Linked DNA regions of Mus musculus: all the other regions are linked to region 3. The links are chromatin contacts, called in public ChIA-PET and promoter capture Hi-C maps. All regions are on one chromosome and are shown on one strand. The core of a region is the stretch at or near the end of the contact, and the rest is flanking DNA. Distances in the headings are between cores, read along the strand shown.

The links. ChIA-PET counts read pairs in DNA pulled down with a chosen protein or histone mark. Capture Hi-C pulls out chosen DNA fragments and counts their contacts.
Region 1: an RNA polymerase II ChIA-PET map of effector CD8 T cells shows a contact between it and region 3, with 12 read pairs. The contact joins the promoter of Dhps here to the promoter of Lyl1 in region 3. A contact is called at or near these places in 2 of 39 promoter capture datasets (the C10 cell line and pre-B cells), 1 of 484 Hi-C or Micro-C datasets (regulatory T cells), 2 of 115 datasets of contacts at active chromatin or transcription factors (bone marrow-derived macrophages and effector CD8 T cells) and 3 of 9 other capture datasets (adipose tissue, liver and pancreatic islet).
Region 2: a contact with region 3 is called in a promoter capture Hi-C map of liver. The contact joins the promoter of Hook2 here to the promoter of Lyl1 in region 3. A contact is called at or near these places in 10 of 39 promoter capture datasets (the C10 cell line, cranial neural crest, frontonasal cranial neural crest and 6 more), 2 of 15 datasets of contacts at CTCF or cohesin (both in embryonic stem cells), 4 of 484 Hi-C or Micro-C datasets (LSK cells, erythroblasts, neutrophils and 1 more), 3 of 115 datasets of contacts at active chromatin or transcription factors (the HPC-7 cell line, bone marrow-derived macrophages and pancreatic cancer cells) and 3 of 9 other capture datasets (adipose tissue, liver and pancreatic islet).

What each region holds. Positions count from the first base shown.
Region 1 is chr8:85,070,043-85,074,977 of GRCm38.p6, reverse strand. Dhps (deoxyhypusine synthase) reads right to left here and starts at 3,221. Exons shown (of 9, transcript NM_001039514.1): 1 at 2,925-3,221; 2 at 2,362-2,526; 3 at 1,562-1,683; 4 at 1,379-1,475; 5 at 1,211-1,297; 6 at 661-766; 7 at 482-585; 8 at 119-244; 9 at 1-44. The coding sequence starts at 3,131.
Region 2 is chr8:84,988,345-84,993,012 of GRCm38.p6, reverse strand. It overlaps Hook2 (hook microtubule tethering protein 2), which reads right to left and starts at 2,390. Exons shown (of 21, transcript NM_001372357.1): 1 at 2,261-2,390; 2 at 1,709-1,794; 3 at 1,564-1,636. The coding sequence starts at 2,305.
Region 3 is chr8:84,698,350-84,702,815 of GRCm38.p6, reverse strand. Lyl1 (lymphoblastomic leukemia 1) reads right to left here and starts at 1,359. Exons shown (of 4, transcript NM_008535.2): 1 at 829-1,359; 2 at 1-176. The coding sequence starts at 152. Trmt1 (tRNA methyltransferase 1) reads right to left here. Exons shown (of 17, transcript NM_001164559.1): 14 at 4,347-4,423; 15 at 3,558-3,677; 16 at 3,346-3,475; 17 at 3,008-3,213. The coding sequence ends at 3,052.

The sequences.
Region 1 (4,935 bases), core at 1,972-4,471, 370 kb before region 3:
TCAGCCACCAGCAAGGGGAAAACCAGAGAAGCATCAGCATAGACCTGCAGAAGACCTCAGTGAGCCCTGGAGCCATGGGCAGCCCACGGACCCTGCACCCTGCCCTGCCACCATCTACCTTTACTGGCTGTGCGTCCATCCGGATCTTGCCCCAAGAGACAGCCTCATCTGGCCGGGCTCCGGAGTCTGAGCCATCAAACTCCTGGGCTGTGTTGATATAAACAGCGTAGTCTGCTCCATTCCTCTGTGGGTAGAGGAAGCCCTCGTCAGAAGCCGTAGAAGGCTGGGTATGATGCAGAGGAAGGCCTAGAGAGCTTTTAGGAAGGGCCCATCAGTGCCTGAGGCTGCCACAAACCATCCGCAGGAGACCACACCTACCTCTGCTCCCACTACAGCACTATTCCATGCCTCCGATCCATTCCCCTTCACCCCACAGCCACCATATAACACAGTGGGGACGGTCACAGGCCACTGCACTCACCATGAGGTTAGCGTTGGCAATGTGGTGCTTGACCACACCTCCACCCAGGATGATCATCCCAGAGCGCTTGGCGAAAATGGCCTGCGTGTTGATGAGTCGCAGGTCTGTGAGAGGGCAGAGGTCAGGCCTTGACCTCGGCGGGCTTTCCTCCCCCTCCTCCCCGGGCCTTAGCACCTCACCTTCAACAATGTCCAGGACCAAGCCTGGGTTTTTATAGGAATGGAAGAAGATCATGTCACCCAGTGAGCCATCTGTGAGTGCTGGACTCAGCACAGGGATGTGGTTCTGGTGGAGACAAGACCAGTCAGCAGCTACAGCTCACACCCCAGGAAAACCCTGACCCCCAACCCAGTGGCGTCCCTCCCAACCTGTGTAGGCCACTCAATTTCTCTGCTGGACATGACCCCTCTGTTCTACATGTGGAGGCAGAGTGAGGAAAACCACACATGGCTTGAAGGTGCTGGCACACTGAGCACTGGCTTGTCACTTCCAGACTCTTGTGCTGCACTGTCCCTGGGTGCACAGTACCCTGGGTCAGGCCCCACTGACTTCTAGGGTACTACACTAAATCCCGGGAGTGTAGGGGCATAACTAGGAGAACCTTGCCATCAAGTGATACACCTCGTCTAATTTGGGGAGACCAAGAATAATTATAGAGACGCTCAGGTAGCTACAAAGACAAAGTCAGTACAAGCCAAAGCCTGGGAATACCGTCCCCACCCAACCCACCTTATGGGCCCAATAATACACAGAGTCTGGGTTGTTGATCTCCTTCCCAAGCCGGGAGATCATCTTGGAAGGTGTCCACTTCACACCCTATCATGGGAGAGAATATCGTATTAGCTCATATGTCTTCTGACTCTTACTATGCAGGTCCCCGAGCCCTTCCAGCCCCACCTCTGTGTTCTGCTCCAGCACCATCTGGTCCAGAATGGGCATGAGCCAGTCCTCAAACTTGCAGTAATTGTCATTCGGCACCAGCAGGTTTCCAATCCTGGAAATGGGAGCCATGCGGGCATGGGTCACGGGGATCCTCTGCCCAGCTTCCCCGCCCCGACCACTACTCAAAGCCTCCCTCACCTGTTGATCCCACTCTCCCGGAGCTCCTTCCCCCTGAGGCTGAACTCGCCAAGGTATGTGGGCGCCAGGCATTTGATGAGATCTTCTTCCACACCTCCAGCAGTGGTCACCAATACATCCACCTGTGGTCGGTCGCAGGCAACACTGACCCCCCCTTCTAAGCAGCAACCTAACCTGGGTGAGCTCATCCAGACCTAAGCATGAGCGCTACAACAAAACCAACTCCAGGCCAGGCCTCCCTCTGCCTGAAGCAGACCCACAGCCAGAAAAAGTGGCACGGTCTTGCGATCCCAGCACTCGGAAAGGAGGCTGAGGCATGAGGACTGCCGGGATGTCAAAGAACAATACTCCATCTCCTCACACCCTTTTTTTTTTTTAATCTATTTTGGGCGGTGGTGGTGCATGCCTTTAATCCCAGCACTTGGGAGGTAGAGGCAGGCAGAATTTCTGAGTTCAAGGCCAGCCTGGTCTACAGAGTGAGTTCCAGGATGGACAGCCAGGGCTATACAGAGAAACCCTGTCTCAAACAAAACAAAAACAAAAAAGACTAAAAGATGTATTTAATATATGTGAATACACTGTCCCTCTCTTCAGACACACCAGATCTGTAATGGCATCAAAAGATCCCATTACAGACGGTTCTGAGTCACCATGTGGTTGTTAAAAAGCAAACCCAAATCTTTCACAGGACCGCAAATAATCTCTGAGCCTCTTCATTTCTCTTAACTGAAAAATAACCCTTTTTTTTTTTTTCCTACTGGCCCAAGGAGGCTGGGGTTCCAGAGCTAACGTGGACCCACCATGTTGTGCTGCACGAGGTATCGAATGGTCTCCCGGATGCCTGAACTGATGAGGTTGGAAGTATAGCCCAAGAAAATGGTGCAGCCTGTAAGTGGGCGGCGGCTCTGAGTCAGGTCTGCGTGATGATCTTCATCTACAGCCAGTGGCTCCAGTTTTTTCTCAATCTGGTCATAAGGGCACAGGAAAGTTGCACTAAGACTCCAAACCTCAGTTGAGGTACCCTACCTGGCCTGGATTCCAGAGGTTGATTGCACTCAGGGAGACTACTACAAAACCAAAGCACAACCCCTGGGCAGACCCTAACCCTCCCATTCCAGGTCCAGGTCTGTCACTTGATGGTTTGAGAACCACCCAGTATCTTCAAGTCTCCTTCCACCGGGAAAATCGAACCCCGGGCTCCCCTAGCGTTAAGCTCCTCCTACAAAGCCCTTTTGGATTTTTAACTCCAAGCTCCACCCATCGCAGAACTCTAGTTTACCCGGACTCCGCCCTCTCCCGGACGCTCACGCGGAAATCCGCGCGCAGCGGCCCGGCATCCCGCCCGGGTGGCCCCGCGCCTCACCATGGCGTTGACTTGCTGCACCGCGCGCCCGAAGTTGGTAGCCTGGAAGCCGGTGGTGCGGTAGGCGTCCAGAAGCGCATGGTAATCTACGCCGCGGTTGAAGTCGTAGCCTTGGACCTGGGCGCTCTCGGGCGGCAACGCTGAGCTGTGCTTGAGCACGGCGGCCAGCGCCGAGGAGGGCGCCGCCCCTGGCGGGGTCCCTTCCATGTGCTCGCGGCCGCTCTCAGGTCTCAGCAGCCTCGGCGCCCTGAGACCCGCAAAATCCCTCAGCGAGGTCGGCCGGAGCCCAGGAAGTGCGACTCGAGAGCCTTGGGGGCGTGGGGCGACGAAACCGGAAGTCACTTGGTCTCGTGACCTTGGGCAGCGCCCGCCGTCCTGGTAGCCGCCATTTTATCCCTGTGTTCCGTACATGTGGTCCAGGAGCTGTTACTGAGCTTCAAGCATAGGGAAGTGCCTAGTTTGCAAGCTGTCTCTCTGTCCAAATATTCTTGTCCCCCATGAGCGAAGTGATTGTTTCTTGGACGGTGTCCTTGAACACGACTTAGGGCATCAGGCAAAAAAAAAAAAAAAAAAGAGTTGCAGCCTTTTGTCAAATGGAATAGTGTTTTCTTTTGATGCTTCTTCCAGTCTCCACAAACTTTGTTGCCTCCTCTTTTCCCCCTCCAGCCATAGCTCAATTTTAACTGGATCATGGGCCTCTGGGGAGGCAGGGATGACTGCCATCTATTTACCACGAGAAGCTTGCTGAGAATCTATCATGCATCCTCTTAATGATACACTGAGCCTAGGACAGGGGCACCCCTTCTTCTGGTTTGTGTAGTCTAGACTAGAAATAGTGCTCTCTGCTGGAAGCTGAGATTTAGCAATGGACAAGACCTCTGACCTCCCGGTGACCATAGTATGATGAAACAGAAAATGGTTTAGTGATTAAACCAGGCTTGGGACACACTGCAATCCAGAGGTCGAGGCAGAAGAATCTCGAGTTCCAGGCCAGGCTGAACGATAGAGAGCAGGACCCTGTCTTAACAAAAGGGACCTGTGTGGCTAGGGAAATAGATGTTAGTATGGTCCTTGCTTTTTGAAAAAGCAAGAGTGTGGATTGTATATGTGCGTTCAATTACCAGAACTCAAGGGGCTTGGGGGTTGACAATACCAGTAATTCCAGCTCTGGGGAAGCAGAGACAGGCAGATCCTTGGGATGGGGCCTGCAGAATGACTCAGTAGCCAAAGGCTTACGATAGAAGAAGAGTCTGGATTCCCATACATTCTCTTCTGACCGCCACAGCAGGCCATGCATGCACAAGGTCATAACACAGGCTTGAGGACCAGGTGAATGTCTTCTGAGAGTGACATATGAGGTTGTCCTCTGGCCTACAATCAATCAATCAATCTCTCTCTCTCTCTCTCTGAAGAGGAGGAGGAGGAGTTGGTAACCTGAGCTGAAGGAAAAGGTGATTGGTGAAAACTGCCAAGACCAGAAGACCCAGAAAATTCCTATTACATAAAGACTTCAGAGACACTATTTTTCCAACGATCCCCTTCATTTAACCAATATCTGCCATCAGTGCCCAGTACCACTACCTGGAGGGAGGTCTGCATACATCCGGGAGGGCAAAGTGACTTGAATCCATGATACTTATCACCTCCTCCTCCTCCTCTAGGGAAAAAGTTGAATGAAGGTAGCTATGGCTACTCTGACTAAGATAGTGATGGCGGGGGGGCTAGAGAGATGGCTCAGCTGTTAAGAGCACTGACTATTCTTTTTTTGGTTTTTTGAGACAGGATTTCTCTGTATAGCCCTGGCTGTCCTGGAACTCACTCTGTAGACCAGGCTGGCCTCGAGCTCAGAGATCCGCCTGCCTCTGCCTCCCAAGTGCTGGGATTAAAGGTGTGCACCACCACGCCCGGCACAGCACTGAATATTCTTAGGAAGGTCCTGAGTTCAAATCCCAGCAACCACATGGTAGCTTACAACCATCTGTAATGACATCTGACGCCCTCTACTGCTGTA
Region 2 (4,668 bases), core at 1,141-3,640, 290 kb before region 3:
GTGTCTACCTGACCTTCTTAATTCACAAGTTCCAGAATGCAATGGCTTTCACTCTCTGGCCCAACTGCTACTATCTCTCACTTGGATGACTGTACCCACTGTTTCTCATCTCCCACCTTTGTTGGATGGGGTAGAAGTTCTGCTGATCAAATCCAGGGTCTTAGGTATGGTAGACAAGGACTTTTCCACTGAGCCACTCCCTGGCGCCTTACTATTCTCCTATTCTGCGTCCAGCCCTTAAGTGCTGGAGTCTGGACCAGCTGTGGTCTGCTGAGCCCCATTCCCAACCTTTCATTTCCTACTCTTGCTACCTGTGCTGCATCTCTTCCCAGGTAGCCAAGGGCAGCTTCGAAACGGCTTAGCCAGGCTGTGTTTTTCCTTTGCTAAGACCATTCCACAGTACTTAAAATAGAGTCCCTGCTAGGAATGGTGGCACCTGCCTTTAATCCCAGCACCTGGGAGACAGAGGCAGGTAGATTTCTGAATTTGAGGCCAAACCTGGTCTACACAGCAAGATCTAAAACAGCCAGGACTACACAAAAAAACTCTGTTTCAAAACAAAACAAAAACAAAACAACCCCCCCCAAAAAAAAAACAAAATAAGCACCTACCCACCTCCCATCGCTATCATGACCCTCCTTTTACTGTCTTCATAGGTTTATATGAATTTGTTTTCTTGTTTTTTTAAGATTTATTTTATCTTTTAACCATGTGTGTATGTGTGTATGTGTGTGTGTGTGTGTGTGAGAGAGAGTGTGTGTGTGAAAGTATGTGTGTATGTGTGTGTGAGAGAGAGACAGACAGAGAAAGAAAGAGAATATGAGGATGCCTGCAGAGGCTACAAGTGTCACATCCCCTAGAGCAGTTGCAGGTGGTTGAGAGCTGTTTGATGTCTGTGCGTCCTCTCTGGAGAAGCAGTAAGTTCCTCTGGAAGAACAGTATCCATTTTTAACCACCAAGCCATTCTTCCAGCCCAGTTTTGTTTCTTGAAGCAGTGTGTCATGTGGCTCAGAATGAGTTCTAACTTACTGTGTAGCCACCCAAGATAACCTTGATGTCCTGATCCTCTGGCTTGCTAAGTACTGGGACTCCATGTGTGCCACATGGTCTGGCTACCCCTGCCCATCCCCCCTCCCACCCCCCACCCAGCATACCCTGCTACTTGGGATTGAACTCAGGACCTTGTGTAGGGTGAGCAAATTCTCTTTTGCCAACTATATCCCTGGCCTTTTAAAGGTTTTGAGACGGGATGATGGATGGTTTACCACCCTCCTGTATTAACACACCACCATAGCTGGGATTACAAGCATTTGCCAGCACACCTCTTGGAAGTTAACATGTGTTGTGTGTGTGCTTTTGCCCACATCATAAGAATGGTGGCAAGTTTTTTTGTCCTATTGTGGGTGCTCAATATAAACAAAAATAGCTTGCTGATCACCAGACATCTGGCTCTCTTCCTGACAAGACTGCCTGTCCATCGCACAGGACATGTATCTAGCTTTCCCTTTGCCTTCACCTCCTTAAGTCCTCTAGTTATTCCCTAGTCATGAGTCCACCTGTCACCTTCAACCTCCAGCTGGGGCTTGAGTCCTCTGAGATGCCCTGGAGCCATTCGTTGTTGAACCAGGAAGGGTCTCTAGGGGCAGAAAGATGGGATGAGCAGGCTGGGGAGCCCTTCAGGATCCTCCCACTCAGCCGCCACACTCACATCTGATTCAGCACATGGGCTATGGCGAGTCCGCTGCTCAGGTCCTGGGGACTGGCACAGGGGGGTGAAACTTGGAACGTCTGCAACTAAAGGGGGAAGACGGAAGGGCAACAGGAAAATTGAGGACCTGGAATTGCAGACTTTTTCCCCAGCCATCAGACATTTCACGGGGTTAGAAAGGCATTAGCCTGTAGCACCAACATATCACATCTTCGGGGGCGTGACTTCTACACGCCTAGGCAAGGACGGGGCGTGGCTTCATTTTACCTATCCTGGCAAACCCTGCAAACCTAGGTCAGGGCGTTACCACCAGTCACCTGGTCCCCACTGCTAACATGTGACCAGGCCTGTGCCCTCCAGAGGGGCGTGGCCTCACCTGGTCTTTTCGCTCAGGCCTGCCCACGTGACAGACGCAGGTGGTCAGGTCAGAGTCCAACGGCCCAGCAAGCCTACGATCTATTCCTCCTTCCAGGTCCAAAACCGAGGAAAGAAGACCAAGACAGGACGAGAGGAGAGGGCGCACACCTGACCCAGCCCCGCCCCCCGACCTACCCAGGTGAGCAGAGACCCGCATAGCTCGGCCTTGTCCACACTCATGGCTCCGGATCGAATTCGATCCGGGCCAAGGAGCCCCGGCACGCAGCAGCAGCCTCCGGGTCCGCCACCAGCGAGCGCCCGAAGCCCAGACCTCCCGCTCGGCCTAGAGCGCCGCCCCGCTCCACCCCGCCCCCTAGCCATAGGCTCCGCCCCAGACACGTGATCTCCCATTGCAAACACTTGCCTCGCCATCTTAGATGCGGGACATAGGCAAGTGCACATTCTGCCGCTAGGTGTCAGTCTGGCTCAGTCCTGCTGCTGGTGACCTCCACTCCTCGCGGCTTCTCTTTATGTAGTGGAGTGGTCCTCAAGATCCTTTTAAGGCGGATCTACCGCACCCAGTTTCACAGGCACTTTAATGGTTCCCCCCCAAAGCTGAAAGAAATCCTCCGGTTTAGCCGCGTTATGATCTGAGCCTTTCTTAATGTGGGCGCAGAGAATAATTATAAATCCTGTAGTCGTGGAGTGAGAGGATCTTAAAAGCGTCTTCCCCAGAGAAGTGATTCTGGCTGGAGTCCTTCTGAAAACTCGGGTATGGTTGGGAGCAGGAAGGGTCAAGTATGTCCTGAGTAAAGGACATAGCACTTGCCCAGCCCGGGGTCTCTTTCCTGCGAGCTACTCTGCTCCTTCCCGGCCCCGGGTGCTTTGAGCACCTTCCTGCCCTAAAAAACACTCGACCTGGCCAAAGCTGCGGGTGATCTGAAGCCCACCAGGGGGCGCGCAGAACGTAGGAACGCATCCTTCTGGGAAAAGGGTGCGTCCACCGGTTGAGCCGGTTTAGGGGAGCGCAGAGAGCTTAGAATTTTTTGACAATAAAGTCTCAAGACATCATTTGTGGAGTGCTTACTGTTTTCAGACTTTACAATAAGCTATATATCTACAGACAATTGAATGTTTTCCACGACCCTAGGAGACAAGGGCTACTTTAATTCCCAGGTTTTGTTTCTTAATTTTAGAAACTGTATTATTTAATTTTTTTATTTAATTTTTTTTTAATCCGCCGCTTTGCAAATGAGTAAACAGCGGCTACAAAGTACACGGGCTTTGACGCCAGGGGTAAAGCCCAGACCACGCCCTTTGACCCCTGGGTCCACTAGTAGCCCCTCCCCTCTCTGGCGGGTGGGGTAATGTGCTGTAATTAGAGGCTATTAAATGTGCCCAGAGGGAGGAGTGGAGCCGGCTCTGCTTTGGGGCGGGTTCAGTTCGGAGGGGGATAATGTTCTGCTTCCATCCAGGCAATGAGCCGGGATCCAGTCCAGCGACCCTGTCCTGGTTGGGTGAGCCCAGCGACATCAGCCACCCGCCCTCTATCTTACTAGAGTTGTTAATCTACTACAGACACTCGGTTGCAACCCACTCAAACTCTCAGCTGCACACACCAGAGAGCCTTGGAGGCTGATTCACACTTCCACAGACCCTCACGCCTTGTTTTCCTGATTCCAGTCCCTGAGACCCTGTGGAAAGGTATAGAAGGGAGTGTGCTTCCAGACTGGACTGGGCATGGGGCCTGCCAACTGGCTCCCCCATCCCACATCCACCAGAGTTGATGCCCCACAGTGGAAACAAAGCTGTGCTGTCCTACACACAAACACACTGTTACCAGGAACCATGATTGTTAAAAGAATGTGTGACATTCTGGGACACAAAAATTTAGGGTGAAGGTTGCATTGCAGGGATTTTGAAGTTTAGGAGAAATCTGAGAATCCAGGTCTGGGAAGTGACTTAAGGTGTCCCAGCGTTGGTGTGATATCACAGGTGTCCAGATGTTCAAGAAGTCAAGATTTAAATGAAACTGGGAGGCAGAGGCAGGCAGATCTCTGAGTTTGAGGCCAGCCTGATCTACAGAGAGAATTCCAGGACATCCAGGGCTACACACAGACCCTGTCTCAAAAAAAAACAAACAAACAAACAAAAAAACCAAAAACCCAAAACAAAAAGATTTAAATGAAGCTTAGGAGCTGAGTATGACGGTGCTCCTGCCTTTAATAGCAGCACTCCAGAGGCAGAGGCGGGTGGCCTGCCATGAGCCTGAGGCCAGCTTGGCCTACATATTGAGTTTCATGATAGCAAGGACCACATTAGAGAGACCCTATTTCAAAATAAATAAACACATAAGGAAACAAATAGTGAAGATACTTCACTCTCTGATGGGGAAGAAGTTATAATCTTCCACAGGGTCAGCAAGAGTCCCATCTTTTAGGGGGAAGAAAAGAAAGCTTTGGTGTTGGCAACAAGGCAATCTCTTTTTACAACCAAGGAGCAATGCTCTGGATATAAGTGCATTTAATTCTGCAAAAAGAGCCACAAATCCTTCCTTTGAGAGGGACCTTGCATTTAGAAGGATGCCAACCCATTTTAGGTGT
Region 3 (4,466 bases), core at 110-2,609:
CACGTGTTTCGGTGGTCCACCTCCTCTGTAGAAAGGGGCCCAGGTGAGGCCGGCTTAGAGGGAGGGGCAGGTGCTGGGCTGGAGGCACATACCATCTCAGTTTTCTCAGTCATGGCGGAACCCACCTCTGCTCTGGCCTGGGGCGGGCACATGGACCCCACGGATAGAATGCTAACCTGTGGGAGAGAGTGAAGTTAAGGGGAAGGAAGGCCAAAGACCATCTTTCTCCCACCTGTTTAACCTGAGCTTTTCAATGTAAGAGCACCCTTAGGCGAGAAAGGGATTGGGGGTTCAATAATCAAAGGTAGAAAAGTGGTCCTAGAAACTGCTAGGACCTAAAAGGAGGGCCTCCTCCACAAGAGGGGAGCCTCCTCCACAAGAGGGGGTGTCTATCAGATACTAGGCAGCGTTGACCCTATGAATTGTTTGTAATGGGCATCTTCAGTCTCTGAACTAGTTCCCATCTTTCAGAATCTCTCCTACCTGCAGCTGGGAATAAGATAGGAATCTCCGGACTAACTCTAAGACCTCCTAAGTCTCCAAGAGTCACCCTCTGCCACCTCTCCATGGCTATTCCAGGGGCCTCTACCCTTGCTGAAAGTTCCTCTTACTGGCCCCCAACCCCATCAGCACCCTACTTACCACGTTTGCTGGGCTCTAAGGTCTGGGGTATCCTGCCAGTGTGTGACTTCCCACATTGCTGCCCTGTTTTCCCCAACTGAGGACATTTCAGTGCCTCCTCACTTCCAGTGAATGAATAAATAAATGAAGTAACAAACACCGAATACAGGCACAGACACTCCTTAATGTTTAAAGCGTCTTTCTTACCCTGTAGCAGTTTCCACAGCTTGGAGAACCCGGCTGTGTGGTCAGGTTTGTCAGTCCAGGTCAGGAGACAGTTTCCACTGTCCAGTTCGGCCGGTGTGCTCCAGGTAATCCCTCCCGTTGGGCCTCAGAGCTGGGCTGCGCCACCTCCCGGGCTCCGGAGGGCCTGAGTAGCTTCGGAGGCGTCGTGGTGGGTACCTCCAAGAGAAAGTGAGCTGCTCCTGGACCGACCCGCCCTTTCCCCCGCCCCCGACAGCCTGGCTTCCTCCCTCTTACCCGCTGGCGCAGAGGCCAGAGGATGCTGGGCCTGTGCAGATAAGGGTCTGGCTGCCTGGCCGCGGCTGATAAGAAGCAATGCTGACCCCGGAGGAAACCAGCGGGCAGGGATCACGGAGCGCGCACCTCCTGATCCACCCCGGCTAGTCACCCTTCGGGGTTTGCTGCTCCCACAGCACTGGAAGACCCCCCAACCCTCAGGAGCCCAGCGCCAAACGTGTGCAAAGGGGAAAGGTGGCAAGGCTGCCTCTGATGTCCTCTGAGGTTGGTCTAGCTTTGAACCCCACCCCCTATGCTGATGGGGGTGGAAGGGGCCCCTTTCCGGTCCTCTGAGGCCCCATGACCCATGAGCCTCAGCCTAGTTCCTCTTTTTTTACAGATCCCCCTGTGGACTGCACCCCCCCCCCCCACACACACACCCAGGAATAGGGCTCCGGAAGGAGACAATTCTGGTAATGTGGCCTTGCCGTGTCCTGACACCGAGGTGCAGGTGTCCCGAACCTGTGGCACTGCTAACGTATTTCCAAGCCCAGGCGGGTGAGATGAGTGTCAAAGCCATATCTGAGTTTCCCAGAAGTTGCTCCCAAGTTCCCCAAGATGCTACTCAGCCATACCACAACTAGGTGGTATCCCTCACTGCCAGGTATTCTGGAGTGATCTTCTGAATTCTGGAAACCTAGAGACTGGAGAGATGGCTTCGTGGCTAACAGCACATGTTGGTTTTGTAAAGGGCTCACACTTTGTTATGGCTCACAACCATAACTAACCCCAGTTCTTTTTTTTTTTTTTTTAAGATTTATTATATGTAAGTACACTGTCTTCAGACACTCCAGAAGAGGGCATCAGATTTTGTTACAGATGGTTGTGGGCCACCATGTGGTTGCTGGGATTTGAACTCTGGACCTTCGGAAGAGCAACCGGCATTCTTAACCACTGAGCCATCTCGCCAGCCCCCCCCTAGCCCCAGTTCTAAGAAATGTGACATCTTAACTCTGAGGGCACCAGACTTGCACATGGTGCACATACATGCATGCAGGAAAAAGTCAAAGAAAAAAAATCCGTATAAAAGTTACAAAAATCCTGGGACCCCAGCTGTAAGCTCCAAAAGGGCCAGGCATGTTGATCCCAACAGTTGAATCTCTTGAGTTCAAGGCTAGCCTGGTCTAAATATTGAGTTTCAGTAGTCGGGTCTATGTAGAGACTCTGCCTCCTCCCAAAAAGGGGAGGGGGACTTCCAAGATGAGCTGAATCCCAGGCACTCCAGGAGGCTTGTCCCCTGTATCTGGTTAATTGTGGGCACACCCAGAGAGGGGCTCAGTGGCCATGCAGACTCATCAAAGTGCTTAAGCCAAAGACCCAGTTACCCACCCTAGTGACTCCTCTAGCACAGCTTGCTACAGTGGGCTTCACTTTCTGACTGATGGTGATGGGTGCATGTGCTGGGAGAGATTCTGCCCCAGGACTCTCCCCTAACATTAATAATCCTCTACTCTAGGGGGAGGGGAGAGAACGTCTCTTCATTGGGTGTCTCAGCAGCCGCCTGTGTTCTGAGAGCATACTCCTATTGAGGAGCAAGCAGGACAGGAAGCACCTGGTCTGGAGCGGATGCACAGAATGCCTGGTTCCGGTTTGGCTTCCGCCACTACACCAACTGCAGACAGCTGAGCCCAAGAAACCAGGCAATAGGATTGAGACTGCAGTGGGATTTGCGAGCACTGGGGAAGTGGAGGAAATGCCTGGATAGCTGGAAGAGGGGAGGCAGCCTGTTTGCAGATGCCGCCCTGTGGCCACCTGATGAACTGCTCTCCTGAGCAGCCAGAGCAGTTTCCATGTCAAAGAGACAAAGTTGCAGTAAGGCAGGAACAACCACTCCTCAGACGGGCAGAGTCCCCCATGCAGATGGCTTCCCAATTCAAAATGACAACCAGCAGGTTACATCTCTTTATTGTCTCAGTCTACACCTGGCCCAGGAATACCCCCAGCAGCAGCCTTTGGTCCAGGGGAGATCTTGGTGGTAGTCTCTGGACATTCTTCGATGGGGATATCACCAGAGGCCACAGGAGCTGCAGGACTGTGTGAATAACAGCACTGGTCCCCTAGTTGACAGGTACCCTGGTGGGAAAACAGGGTGTGAAGCCCCAGGCTGTGAGCACAGAGCTGGGTTTCTTTCCTCAGTCTCTGGCCCCAGCTGTGCCAGAGGCCCAACCTTGGTCCAGTTGCATGGAAGGTGGAAGGAGAGATCACCTCTTTGAATCGTTTGCAAGGAAATGTCTTAAGGCGAGCTGCACGCTGGGCCGGGTCCTCAGCTGGCTCCTTCCTCTTATTCTGTAGCAGCCTCCGCCTCCCTGCTAGATCTTCACTTGCTGCCTTGCCCCTGTGCAGAGAGGGGTGCTGGTACCCCACTTTGTCTTTGCCCAGCCCTGGAAAACCCTCACTTCTACAACATTACCACTCACCCTGGCCGGGCACGGGGCCGGGGACCCCAGTTGGCTTCTGGATTGGCCTGGAAGCGCTTAAGTCCTCGCTGGCGGGAGCTGGGGTTGGCGTCTTCCCGGATGTTGAAGTTGGCCTTCAGCCTGGACAAATGGGTGGAGGCTGGAGGCAGTGGCCATGCAGGGTGAACTCAGCCCCAGAACCTGCCCACCCTGAGGCAACACCACAGGTCTGCCAGGCTCAGAGTTCTTTCATTTATTCAGTAACCACTTGAATTTCCTAGTGAGTTTCTGGATCTGCTCCAGTGGAGCTGAGTTGGCAGCATGAGAGACAGACAAGCAAGAAGACAAATCAGAAATGACTAGGGCTAGGGGTGTGGCTCAGGTAGAGAGCTTGCCCAGTAATGCTTAAGGCTTTAGGGTCTATCCCCAGCACTATAAAGGAATAAAAATAATAAAATAGTGTTGTGTTAGGACATAAAAGACAAGTTGGGATACAACGCTTAACAGAGTGGTCCAGTCCAGAAGGCATCTCTGAGGTGAGAGAGATGGACCTGGGCAAAGGTGGGACAGACTGTGCTGAGCTACAGACCAAAGAGCCAGCCATGGAGGGTTCTGTGCTCTGTAATCTGACTCAGATACTCACACGTATGTGTGACTCAAGAACAGATGATGCAAAAGAGTAGGAAAGGGCACAGGGTGAAGACAGGGTGCAAAAGAGGTTCTGGATTCCCCTCCAACAGTGCCCGTGCTCTGTGCACATGTGCCTGCTGCACCTGAGGGGTAGCCTGTTCCCTGCATAGCTGTCCATACCTGGGCTCCACAGCAAGAATTCGGAATGCTGGACTGCTTTCAGACAGCCGCTCCCGTTTCACTGGACATTCCTTTTCCTGGGGACAGAGATCAAGGACATGGTAAGCCCAAGGAGCACCC